2 separate regions of the Mus musculus genome follow, and region 2 is linked to region 1. Evidence: chromatin contacts called from public HiChIP or PLAC-seq data. All regions are on one chromosome and are shown on one strand. Each heading gives the region's core, a stretch centred on a gene start, on an enhancer-like site or on the middle of the called end of the contact. The rest is flanking DNA. Distances are from core to core; before and after follow the strand shown. Region 1 overlaps Cyrib (CYFIP related Rac1 interactor B). Region 2 overlaps Asap1 (ArfGAP with SH3 domain, ankyrin repeat and PH domain1).

Evidence for each region. HiChIP or PLAC-seq counts read pairs in DNA pulled down with a chosen protein or histone mark.
Region 2: a FOXA1 HiChIP or PLAC-seq map of pancreatic cancer cells shows a contact between it and region 1. The contact joins two enhancer-like sites. A contact is called at or near these places in 1 of 115 datasets of contacts at active chromatin or transcription factors (pancreatic cancer cells) and 2 of 9 other capture datasets (adipose tissue and liver).

The regions. Positions count from the first base shown.
Region 1 is chr15:64,001,370-64,007,595 of GRCm38.p6, forward strand. All of the region lies in intron 2 of Cyrib (CYFIP related Rac1 interactor B), which reads right to left. Among named protein-coding and RNA genes, the nearest start is that of Gm25628, 21 kb to the right of the region's middle. Within about 2 kb of position 4,847, at least 45 of the 459 cell types and tissues checked have an H3K27ac peak or open chromatin away from gene starts, as enhancers often do. A contact at or near this core is called in pancreatic cancer cells, where this site is marked.
Region 2 is chr15:64,255,842-64,262,440 of GRCm38.p6, forward strand. All of the region lies in intron 3 of Asap1 (ArfGAP with SH3 domain, ankyrin repeat and PH domain1), which reads right to left. Among named protein-coding and RNA genes, the nearest start is that of 1700010G06Rik, 55 kb to the right of the region's middle. Within about 2 kb of position 3,025, at least 40 of the 459 cell types and tissues checked have an H3K27ac peak or open chromatin away from gene starts, as enhancers often do. A contact at or near this core is called in pancreatic cancer cells, where this site is marked.

The DNA.
Region 1 (6,226 bases), core at 3,597-6,096:
TTGGAACTGGGGTCAAAGAAAACCAGAGTTGTAGGGACAGCAACCAAAGGGCTCTTAGCTGAGGACACTACATGGATGGCGTCTCCATCAGACCCCAGCTACCTTTACCAGGTGTCCATGCCTCTCCTCTAACCTTCACCCACGCAGGCCTTAACACACGGCCTTAACTGCTATCTCGAGATGAGCATTAACTATTTCCCAAGCCTTTCTCCTCTTTCCCCACAGATGCACTTAGCATTTAACAGCCTCAGAGTATTTCATCACACTGCAATAGCTCAGTTCCCTTCCACTGCTATGTGTCCATATCCAATATGCCAGCTGACCCTAGACCTGCTCACAATGGGGCTTTTTTTTTTCAAGGGCGGAGCGAAGCCAGGAGAAAGAGCCTTTAGGTAAAGGGTTTTGGAAAAGTGTGGCCTCAGGGCCAGCAGACTACAACACTCCCTAGTGAGAAGAGGTTTGTGCAACTGAATTATATGTAGACGCTGCACAACTCTAGGGGGGGGGGGGAACGGACCCCTTCCTGATGTCTAATTCCCTACAGAAGCTGCTGTCCATGTTCTCATCCCTTTGTCTTTCTTTCATTCATCCATTCGCCGCCCCACGTGCATTCTTGGGAGACACAGGGTAATAACAGAGCCAAAGCCACTTCAAAACTCTGGAGTGTACAGCCTGGTCAGGCTCAGAGCCCGCTCTCGGAATTACACTAATTCAACCTCTTGCAGTGTCAGTTTCTCCAACACTGTCTAACTGTCTCTCTTCCTTCCTGACAACTTCCTGATTCCTGCCTCTGCACCCTGCATTTCCAGGCAATGCCACAGGACAAGGAAGTACACACCAGAGTGCAGAGCCCAAGTGCACCATTCATTCACTCAGGATCTCCAACCTCCCATTTCCTACCTGGCCCCTGGGGATAAGAATCCACTGTCCAGCAAGGCACTTTCTGACCCCCAAAGAGTTGTCCTTATTAACTGTTGCTGCTGGGGCAGCCATCTAGGCTTTGGTTGTTCCACTATTTGAGGATGAGTGGTGACCACATAAATTCCCTGGATTATAATTGCTGGGTCCAAGAATCTAAACACGTTTATGGTTTCTAAGCTACATTACCCAGTTGCCTTACAACCCACCTGACGTGCACACTCAGGAGGAGAGCATCTTTCTCGCCTTCCCACCTCTCTGACAGTCAAGGACTGGGCTCGTTGTCCCACACGGTACTCTTGTATAGCACTGGCTAACAGCAGAGCCAAAGCCACCTCAAGATCTGGATGCAGCCAGGTCAGATTCAAAACCTGCTGGATAATTTCTCCCTTCTTCCTGGGATAAGCAAAACAGGGAATCTTCCAGACCAGAGGCTCCTCCCAACCATCTCCTCCATAGCCTGGGCTTCCAAGCAGACTCCACAGTCCCCCAGTGGACAAGGAGCCAATGAATATTTGATGAGAGCAGACAGTGAAGCCTGGGATAGGGCTGGAAGCTCATTTCACATTGGACAAAGACGTCAGAACTGCCATTTCAAAAGAACCAAAGATGAAGCCACCCTATCACACCCAAGACCTTCCTGCTATTTAACAAAACCTTAACCAGCCCTCTGAAGCCCCTGATGTCCTCGTGACCAAGATCCCCTTAAGTTAAAGGTCTGTATATGAGTCCCAGTCACATTTCCAAGTGGAACACATTTCTCACAGGAGGTGTTGAAGGCTCTTGTTCCAGCTCTCTTTGTGAACGACATCAAGGAAAAAGGACCCCACTGTCCTGCATCAGCTGTGACATCTCAGAACTGTACATCTGCTTTCTCTCCCCATGACTGTGTCTCAGCTCTCTGCCGCAAAAATTTCTCCCAGACTCCTTCCTAAAGGTGAAACCCTACTTACTTCCTTTCATTCACCTTCAGAGCACTTAACTTTCATAAACTGTCATTTTTAATGATTCTTAGCTTAAAAAGAAGAAGAGGAAGAAGAGGAGGAGAAGGAGGAGGAACAAGAAGAGGAAGAGGAAGTGGGCTCTGCCGCACTCCCTGCTACAATACCCAATTGCTAGAAGACTCCCCACACGTAAAAGGCTGGGCAGTAACTGAGATGCTGTGGACCTCCATACCATTTTTTTTTCCACTTTGTGAGTAATATGTTGACTGAAGCAAAAATTTGAAAATACATATGAGCAAAAAGAAAAATATATAAATACTCATGATCCAACCACCCACATCATATGGATACCCTTCCAAATGTTATTATGTATCTATATAAAGATAGAATATTTTTGTAAGAATGGCTCATATATGAATACTAATCTGCTATGTTCTACCGCACAGCATATCTTAGCTACCCCTGCTCAATGAACGTACATCACTGTTAGAGGCTATATAATAATAGTTCACCATATAGACACAGCATGAAATAAGTAACCAGTTGAGTCTGAGGTAAGATAACAGAGGGCTTTCTTCAACATCAAGGAAAGCAAAAGGCCTTATCAATGCACCAACCTCCTGACGGGCTCCCATTTTCTCCCCGTATTTGTATCTCTTCCGTGCTGTATTTCCACACAGCTGTACTCCCTACCACCCATTCACCACCTGGAGTTATTAGCAGCCCCACCACCCAAAGCAGCAAACTGTGTGTCACTGGGAAAGCTGAAATTGGAGGGGACGACGACGGCACAGTCTTCAGCACAGAGATCTGCGGCTGAGACTTGCAAGAGGAACGGCAAGCATGTTTTTTGTGCCAAGATTTGAAATGGAAAAAGAAGGAAAGCTCTTCTGTACACACTGTCCTTTCCCCCCTCTAAGCCAAGGCAAAGCTTTTCCCATGAGGGGTAGGCTGGCACAGAGCAGCTGATACGACACACAGTGTGAAGTTCAAAGCCCACTGCTCTGTCTGCAGACTTGGTGACTGCCGGAACATTCAAGAGGCATGCTCCCTCAGGATGCGCATCTTTCAACCGAGGGTGCAATCCCGCTGCGCAAAGAACCACTCACTGGGCCTTTTAGGCCCGATGATCACATGCCCTCCCTAAGCTAGGACACAGGTTGGGGTTCTGTCACCTTTAGGAAGGGACAAGATGACATGAGATCTCGGACAGCAGCAGAGCAATGGGAAAGGAAGGTGTCTGGATTGGCCATTCATTTCGGAGCCTCACTCCACTGTCACCACACCCCTAATCTTTGCTGTCCCTTCCACCCACCTCCACAGCACACCCTTGGCATCATGAGCTCTGTCTGGGCTGGTGAGATGACTTGGAGGGAAAGAATAACACGCTTGACCACCTGAGTTCAACTCCTGGGACTCACAAGGCAGAGAGGGAACCGACTTCTCGAAAGTTGTCTTCTGACCTCCACACATGCTATATTGTACATACGTTACACGCGCACACACAATGTAAAAAACAAAAATTAAAACACAGCTTTCCCTGTAAAACAAGAAAATCCTTGCTGTAGCCAAAGCCACCTATTTATCAATGACATTTTAAAACATTTTAAAATGCATTTTACAGAAATCTCATGCTTACACACACACACACACACACACACACACACACACACACAAAAGAAGAGTGACAGGCCCACTGCCTCCCAATCCTGCTGCTGTCCACAGAACGACTGCCGCCCATTTCATACTCGGCCTTCCAGCACCATCATGAGAGTTTTCTACTTCTGCTCGACTTTAGATGAAGAAAGTCAAGAACAAAGAGTTTGTCTATCTGCAGGAAGGCCCGCCTTCCTCACTTTCTCCTTTTCTTTTTTTTTTCTTTTTTTTTTTTTTTTTGAGACAGGGTTTCTCTGTGTATCTCTGGCTGTCCTGGAACTCACTTTGTAGACCAGGCTGGCCTCGAACTCAGAGATCTGCCTGCCTCTGCCTCCCAAGCGCTGGGATTAAAGGTGTGCGCCATCACCGCCCGGCACTTTCTCCTGTTCTTTCAGCCAGAATTAGCCAAATCCCTCACTGTCCAGGCTCCGTTTCTGACCTAACCTTCACCCTAATAATTGCTCTAGTGATGATTGGGCAAAATTACAGGAACAAATGGGAGTATCAATATTCAAACTGTCTTCGGCCTTTGCGAGAAGAAGAGCAGTTACATACAGTTAAAGCCCAACAGAGCTTGAATGTCTGCAACGGTGTTTCCTTCCTCAGAAGAGGAACGATCCACGCTGCAGGTGTGTGGTACTAGCTCATGGGCTGGGGTCTCATATTGAATAAAAAGGACACGCTACAAATTGAACAGCATCGTTCACCTCTGCTCCCTGACTGCAGATGTACTATGTGTAGCTATCTCAGGCTCCAGCTGCCATCAGATCCTCGCCACAATGGATTGTGACTTCAGCCTGTGATCCAGAACAAACCCTCCCTTCTCGGCCAGGTATTTTGTCAAAGGCGAAAAGTAACTGAAACTGATGGTTTCTGACATTCCTATGTTCATGTTCAGACTTGGAAGGTTGTCGACACAGGCTCCGAGTCGGTCAGGGCTCGGCCAGGCCTGAATGTTTTGCTCGCCTGAAAAGAGAGGGACGTGCAGACACTTGCTGCCAGAGACGCAGCACAGTACCTGGCAAATGGAAGAACTCAGTCAATAACGGCCTTTCCTTTTGGTTTCAGTATTTGTGAACGGATTATTTTCACTCGGGTGGTGCTGGTATAAAGTGCTCATTGCAGTATTATTTACAGAAATAAAAATGATCTTCCGAGGGAAGTGGCACAATAGGGTTCTAAGAGAAACTTTAGAACGAATGGAAACTATCCTAACTACCAGGTCTTGAGCAAAGGCATTTCTTTTCCTTGAATCTGCTTGCTCATCTCTGAGTAAAGAGTTTGTCCTCCATGAGTCACGCATTCTCTGTACATATATTCATAGTCCGGACACTCCAAATACACTCCAGGGTGCTGACAGCAAAGATCTGATGTGGTTAGTAAGTGCACTGTAACATCAGAAGATGCTTGATGACTTGTCTCCAGACATACCTTTTCTTCCCATGTCCATACCTCCTGAGAAAGCACACAGAATGTCTTCTGTCTCTCTCCAAGAACTAGACCTAGATCGATAACACCTGCTTTGTGCTGGTTTGTCCCCTAAAACAATGCCTGACACACAGCAGGAGTTCATTTACTGATTTAAAATGTCTGAGTATTGGGGCTGAAGAGACAGCTCAGTGGTTAAGGGCAACCCACTGCTCTTGTAGAGGACCCTGGTGAAGTTCACCCACATAGAAGATTTCAACTGTCCATATCTTCAGTGCCGCCTCCTTCTGACCTCTACAGCACATATGTAGTACATGTACATATATGCAGGCAAAACATTCACATGTGTAAAATATCTTTTTTTTAAATCTTTCAACTTTTAAAAAAGCTTTATGGTTATTGGAAGGTGGGAAAATAGCTTCCTTTCTAAAGTGCTTGCCTAGCATTTAGGTAGGAAGCCTTGGTTTCAATCCTGAATACCACATAAACTGGGCAGGGTGATGCACACTAGTCTAATCCTAGCAGTTAGGAGGTAGAGACAGGAGTATCCGAAGTTCAGGGTCATCCCAGCTATTATAAACTGAGTTCAAGGCCAACCTCAATTTCTGAGACCTTAACTCAAAACAAAAACAAAACGTATGGCTAGTAAGTGAAAAGAATAAAGTGCAAAATCGCTTATATCATAGGGTGTAATCTGTATATACAGTATCTATCCTGATCTGTGGGGAAATTGTGGTAGGAACCACCAGAGAAGTTAAAATTCTGTGATAACAGGGTGGGAGTAGGGATGAACCCTTTAATGTCTTGAAAGGCCCATTGTTCAAAGGATGGTAACTGGGATGGGAAGGCTGTAGGCAGGCAAACACAGACAGGGCCAAGGGATACGGAAAGATCTGGAAGGAAGCACACAGCATTGAAGAGAGCCAGCAGCACAGAGAAGACTCGGGGCTGGTAATCTATTAATGGAAACAGGACCACAGGGGAGGAAAGAAAAGTAGGTAATATGACACCACTGAAGAAAAGCCAATTTACCTGAAAGTTTTAATTACAAGTTAATATCTATTAAACCACTCCCAGGTGCACACCATTTCCCCCCATTAATTGCCTCGGTCAATTGAAGCTTCAGTGACTCTATGCACAAACATGCACTTGGGGCTGTCACATGCTACTATTCCGAGTCCCTATGTGCTTTGTGACCTATGGCTGCAGTTGCGATTGATTAGAGTCCCACAGTCAGAAGCTCACGGATGAGCTGCAGATATTTCTTTAAACATGTACCC
Region 2 (6,599 bases), core at 1,775-4,274, 250 kb after region 1:
CAGACACCTACCACCATGTTCAGCTACCTATTTGGTGGTTTCTTCTTAGCAGTCATCACTACCTGAGTTTCCCTATACATCTCTTTTCCTTTGTCTGTCTCTCCTATGAGGTACTTTCTACACACACACACACACACACACACACACACACACACACACACACAACCAACTACTGAGATCCTGACCACCTAGAACAACTGTTATCAAACACTGAGCACTCAATTTAATAGCTCATAAATAAAGAGATACACAGAGTGTTTAGGAAACAACATTTAAGTGCAAGCCAAAAGTATTCATCTTCTTGTGTGAAAAAAAAAAAAAAAAGATGGTCACAAAAACTGTATGCTCTTGTCCTATGGCATTCGTAAGTTCTTGGGATAGGCTCAGAGATTTAGGTCCAGGCCACCCACACCAAGTAGACCAGTGATGTACATTTCTGCATACAGTGGCTGGTCCAGGAACTAAGTTGACAAAGTCTTCCTTGCCACATGCCTGCAGTTATTCTCTTTCTGTTTTTCTGTCACCACTCAACAGGGAACGTTCATCTCTCACTCACTCACAATTCACATGGTTCTCACCTCTCCCTTGAGCTTCTAATAGAAAGCACGGGGCCCAAGCGTCTCTAGTTCCAGTTCCCATGCTTTAGTTTCTCAGACATGAAACCAACTGAATTAGCAAAGTCAAAACAGCAGCGGGAAATCCGAAGGGACCAGGGGTTCTGGTCCTGGAATTTGAAGACAGGTATTTATGGCTCCAAAACGCTATTGTTACAGTAAGCTGGTTTTCCTTAAACATTTCCTAAGCTATTTTACTCAGCGACACTGGAGGGAAGTGTATTTGTACAGTAAAGCAGCTTCCTCCTGTACAGTTGTCTCCACTTTCTGGAGTAAAACTGAGGAAACGGTTACATTTTACAGTCAACAGCACAAATGTGCCCCTACTATATAACATTCTTGACTATAAAGGCATTCACAAGCACTTCCTTATAGTGAGAGTTCTTTCAGTTCTGAGGACCAAACCCGAAGCTCTGTGCATGCTGTGGGGAGAAGCCCTCTACCAATGAACTGCACTATGTCATTAAGTTAGTGGTGACCCATGAGTCACGGCTTTAGAACTGTATTCCAAAGGTGAACGATATTCCACGATGATTTTCAGTGTCTAGTTTAAAATATAAGATATTAGAGCATTTTCTCTTGGAGCTAGAGAAATAACTTAATGGTTAAGAACACTTGTTGGTCTTGATTCCGAACACCCATATCTCCAAAGAATCTGACACCATCTCCTGATTTCAATGGATATCAGGCACATGTGTAGTATATACACATGCAGGCAGAAAGCTCATACACACACACACACACACACACACACTCTCACGTCTGTGTGTGTGTATACACACACATATACATAATGTATATGTATATATATATAATCTTTTTAAAATTTTAAAGGTGTTTGCTCTTGAATTACTAAATATTTTCAATCTCATATTAAAAGTAACCCAACTCTGCATTATTGGTTAAAATGAGATTTCTGATCACAGGCAGACACCAGGGATGAAGCAGATTATCTAACAAATAAGATACAAGTCAAATAGACTAAAATCCACACCAGATCTCATGGTGGTAGCTTAAGAACAGTGTCACAAGTGCAGAGTCTTTTGTTAAGTAGCACAATGTCAATTTTGCTGAATTTAGCAACAAAGGGATCCTAAACCACAGATACTCCAGAAGTCGTCTTCCGAGCAAAGCTTCAGCTTTTAAATAGATTTTGACAGATACAAGATGAAACTCTCATGTCCAAATACCTATCCACTAGTAAGCAGCGGGTGTGCGAGACGACAGCGAGGCATCCACATGGAAACAGAGGCAGTAGGGTGATGCCAGTAACAAGAAACGAGTGTGGAAACTACATTATTTGAATCTGAGGTAAAACCACTATGATTCTGTTTTACCAAGATCCCAGCTTTACCATATAACCAGCCACAGTGACACGGCAGAGTTGCGGTAGCTGTTCTGTGTCAGCTCTCCCATGTATACAAAGTGAAATCTCATTACTTAGCACACTGGGAGAGGTCCTGAGGACAACTAAAGGACAGGGCCATATAAGCTTAGCCCTACAAATTATGGAGTAACTTGTTACAGGTTCAGGTGAGACACGGTGGAACAGAAAACGATCGGGAAGCAGTAGCTTCTGCGTATTAATTAAGGGATTGTTTTAATTAAACAAGGCCGATTAGCCACATTACTTATCTAATATCATTCATCCACCCACCAACCTCTCCTTGACCCCAGGACTCATCGAGTAGATAGGGCGGATGGGGGAAGTGTGTAAACTTCACGGTGATGGATGTGTCATCAAGTGAATTAACCACAAAGGCAATTAAGTCATAAAAGCAGCGGTAGAGATATTAACTAGACAGAAGGCTCAGTCAGAGGATCAGCTCTGAAAAGATTTTATTAGCCAAACCACAAAATCCTGCTAAAAACACATCCACAATCTCATGAAAAAAAAAAAAAAAAAGGTCACACGACTTATAAATTCTATCATAAAATCTGATTTTCTTTAATTTAAAAGAAAACAAAAGTCTGAAAGCTTCCTTTAGGAGGGCCACTGGACACTTGTCAAAGGACACAGTCTATTATTTTCTGCCCCCGAAAAACTGGCATTAAGTTTTCTTAGTAACACTATACCCCCCTACCCCCACCCTGCTTCCTATACACTTGAGCTTTACACAAATCAGTGTGTCACATGGTGCCAGCATTTGTAGATTATAGTTTACTTGAGAATATATCATAAAGGTTTGGGTTGAGAGACCAACTTGGGCCAGGGATAGCATCGCTTTGATATTAAGAGATGATATTGATTTCCCATTAAGTTTTTGCTTAGGCTTAGTACAGGCTGCTGCCGGGAAGACAGCATTCTCGGGGGGTGGGTGGGGGTGGGGGATGCCCAGGGTAGACTGTCAGAAGTGTCTGCCTGCAGGAGGAAGGAACTTCAGACCTGGGAAAGGAAGCAAGGCCTCTTTTCTTACACACTACACAGCAGAGTGCCAGCTGGGTCTGAGGGAGGCGGTCTGGATGACGGGGTGGGTGAGTGAGGTGGTCTGGAAGATGGGTGGGGGATGGAGTCAGAAGTTGCTGCTGAGGCTGACATTCCCATGTTTTACCCTATGTTCAAATTTCCACAGTGGCTGTTTTAAAACAAATTTTAAGTTAGTTTTCCTCCTATACTTTACTTAGATATACAATAACGGGTTTATTGTGGTATTTACAAGTGCGTGCACTTGTGCATATGTGTATATGTGTGTGCATATGTCTCTTTAATTGTTCTGATTCATCCCCCTCTCTGACAGCTTTCCACTCTGCCCCACCCAACTCCAGCTGTTTCCTTTGCTTCCCTCAGGCCTCCCTTCTGATTTCATGTCGCATGTATGCCATTACACTCTCTTTCCCCTTCCCTTATGATCTTTCTCCCTTCTCATGGTTCTCTTTTATGCTTTATGATCCATAAATACACACACACACACAATTTAAAGTCTATATTCAATAATCACTTTATATAACTAGATAAATATACCTACACATATTGACATTTTAGAATATCCAGCATAGAAGGCCATGCATGCTGTAATCTCAGCAGCTGGGAGGCTGAAGCAGGAGGATTGTGAGTTCTAGGTAAGCCTGGACAATATCAAGTATAGTGTATTTATTTAATGTCGTCAGCACTTGGAAGACTGAGGCAGGTAATCACCATGAGTTTCAAGGCCAGCCTGGTATATAAAGTTAGTTCCAGGCCAGGGACACATAGTGAAACCCTGTCTCAGAAGGGGGCTGTTGTGATGGCTCAGCAGGCAGTCACTTGCCAACAAGCCTGAAGATTTGGCTCAACCCTGTGATCCACATGGTAGAAAAAAAGAGCTCACTTTAACAAGTTACCATGAGTGGTTGCATCTACTCTCACATACATACATACACACACACACATACAGGAACCAAATGTAATAAGAATGTTTAAATGAGAGAAAAGCAGGGACAGAGTGATGCAGAGATAGGAGAGAGGGACATGAGAGTAAATCTCCCCTTCCCCAAAGAAAATCTATATTGACATTGTATACGCTTCTGATTAATTTTTTAATGCATATGAAGTTCCCATTTGTTAAGCCATTATTTATAAAAGACAAAATAAGTGGCGGAAGATACCTAGAGGCCTGCCTGCCCCGTGGCTCCCGCTTCGAGTAGGCCCACAATACTTACAATGTGCAAGTATGTGGTGGAGAGAGGGGAGAGAGAGAAAAGCTAAGTGGTTTGAGCCCTGTGGAGAGAAGGGGAACTGGAGACGCAAGGGTGGAGAGGAGCAGCCTGATGGGAGTGGCCTGCCCTACCACTGCGGCTGGTCCAGATCCAGGGCTTTGAGTTCGCTCACATCAACATCTACCCTATCTATGAACCACCAGAACACGTGAAGGGGCCAGTCCTGCAGGACCAAAGCTGCAGGATCTCCATGGCACAGGACAACAATAGGATATCCAAGGGAAGTCCTGGTGAGGATCCAGAACTGATAGTGTAGCAGAAGCCAGAGGCCTCCAACCAGACCACTGACTCAGTGCAATGAACACTTACAAGTATCTGCTATGTGTGAACAAAGGGTATATTGTGGGACCTCCTGACATACTGCAGTTTCCACAAGGAGATATCTTTTGCTTGTTTGCTTTTTATTTTATTTTTTTATATTTTATTTTAGAGAGGAGGTCAGAAGGGTAGAGGGCAGACACGAAGGGACAGGGAGACAAAGAATAGGATTGGGGTGCATGGTGTGAAATCATTACAGGTTTCTCATTATTTGAGAAAGCAATCCTCTTATGTGAAGGGAACATAAGACAAACTCAATGATTAAAATCTGTTTTAGTGTAAGTCAAAACACCTCCAGCTAACAGCAAACCATTGAAGCAATGGCAATCTAAATTCAAGCCACAAGGATACAGACTATACTTCCTCCAAAGAGGAGGTCCGAGTCAGTATTGAACTTCACTGGGGTGGGTGGGGGCACACATTCGCTTTTCTCACTAAATTCTAAATGGACACTGCTACCCAGTGCAAAGAAGCCAAGAGGTGTGCCTAAAGGGGGTGGCTGTTACTGCTGCAGGGGCCCTCCTGCCTGATACCAAAAGCACCTTTAAAAAGAGCAAGAACATGACTCGAACCCATACTATATTCCACTCAATACACCTAAGCAGAACACAGCAATACTCAAGGAAAGTTGTGGGTTGACATTTTGGTTTAAAAAGGAACACTGCAACCCACACCTACGCCTCAGGGACGACGCCTCTCTTCCTTTGACAGCCAATGTCCTCTTTGTTAGAGATGTTTCTAGCACTAAAACACGCAGGTTACCCTAAACACCATGTTAAAGTGTTTTGACCTAAGTGTCCTGAAGACAAGTCCAAGAGGTCTCCTGCAGATAAGCATTAGGGAGCTGAAGGGTAAATAAGTAGGGTCTTGAAAGAGGCTACATCTTACACCTGTCACTTTTAAAAGACAGTTCTTACGTTCATGAATCTAAGAGACTACCACACAAAACACCTGGCACTTGTAAAGGCCATCAAAATCAGATCGGCGGTGGCAATTTGCTCCTACCTCAGTTTAGTTCCTTCAAAAAACAAGCTACACCTGAGATGAAGCTGACATCTACAGGCCAGGAGCATCTGAGCCTCTGCCGCTTGTCTAGGGAGGGAGTTTTCCCGCAACCATAAAGCTTGCTATTCTAACTATCCTTCTGGACAAATGTTATCAGATCATGTAGGGCAGCATAAACCTAATCAGAGTTAGAATGAAATTAAGTGGTGTGGATTTCTTAATTTCCAGTACTTGTGTGGACACCAAGTCACACAAGTGACTATTGTTAGCTTTCCTCCATGTTGTGAAATGACATCTACCAAGGAAGAAAGATCTATTTTTACATGATCAATGCCAGAAAATGCTTCCTCTTTGGCCAGGAGTCTCTTCCCTACGGTGCTCTACTTGAGGGACAAGGGACATTCGTGCCTTTTCTGCTGTTCTCCTGAACCCACAGCAGGACTCTAGTGCCCAACCCTCCCTCCCTTGGGGAGTATGCTACTCTCCTTTAGTTCTCTTCCTCAGCACAAGTGGGTTTCAGTCTCCGAGCTCAGGACTAGGCCTGTCACCTGCAGAACAAGCTCAATGTGTAAAGTGGATAGTCGGCATGGCCTCTATTTGTCCTCTTTTTGATGTATTTCACAATTTAGCCCACAACCCAAGCAGAGATTGGTTTCCTCCAAGCACCAACAAATGCACCATCCCTTCCTCATGGCGCATTTTTAGTGAAAAAAAAAATCACAATAAAAACAAACATTCTAGCTCAGGGCCATTTTCACAGTTTCAATTTTTACCTCTGAAGTAATGAGTTATGATGAAGCCTGAGGCCAAAGCAGCAGCATTAATGAGGAGGCAGATGATCTATAAGGTTCGCCCTGCCAGTCTACCTTATACATTACTTCCTTCAATATGCAGTCCCTCCATAGTCCATGTTCCAGACTTTCAGAAATTAGACAACATATGAGAAGCCAGAGCAGCCACGGCATC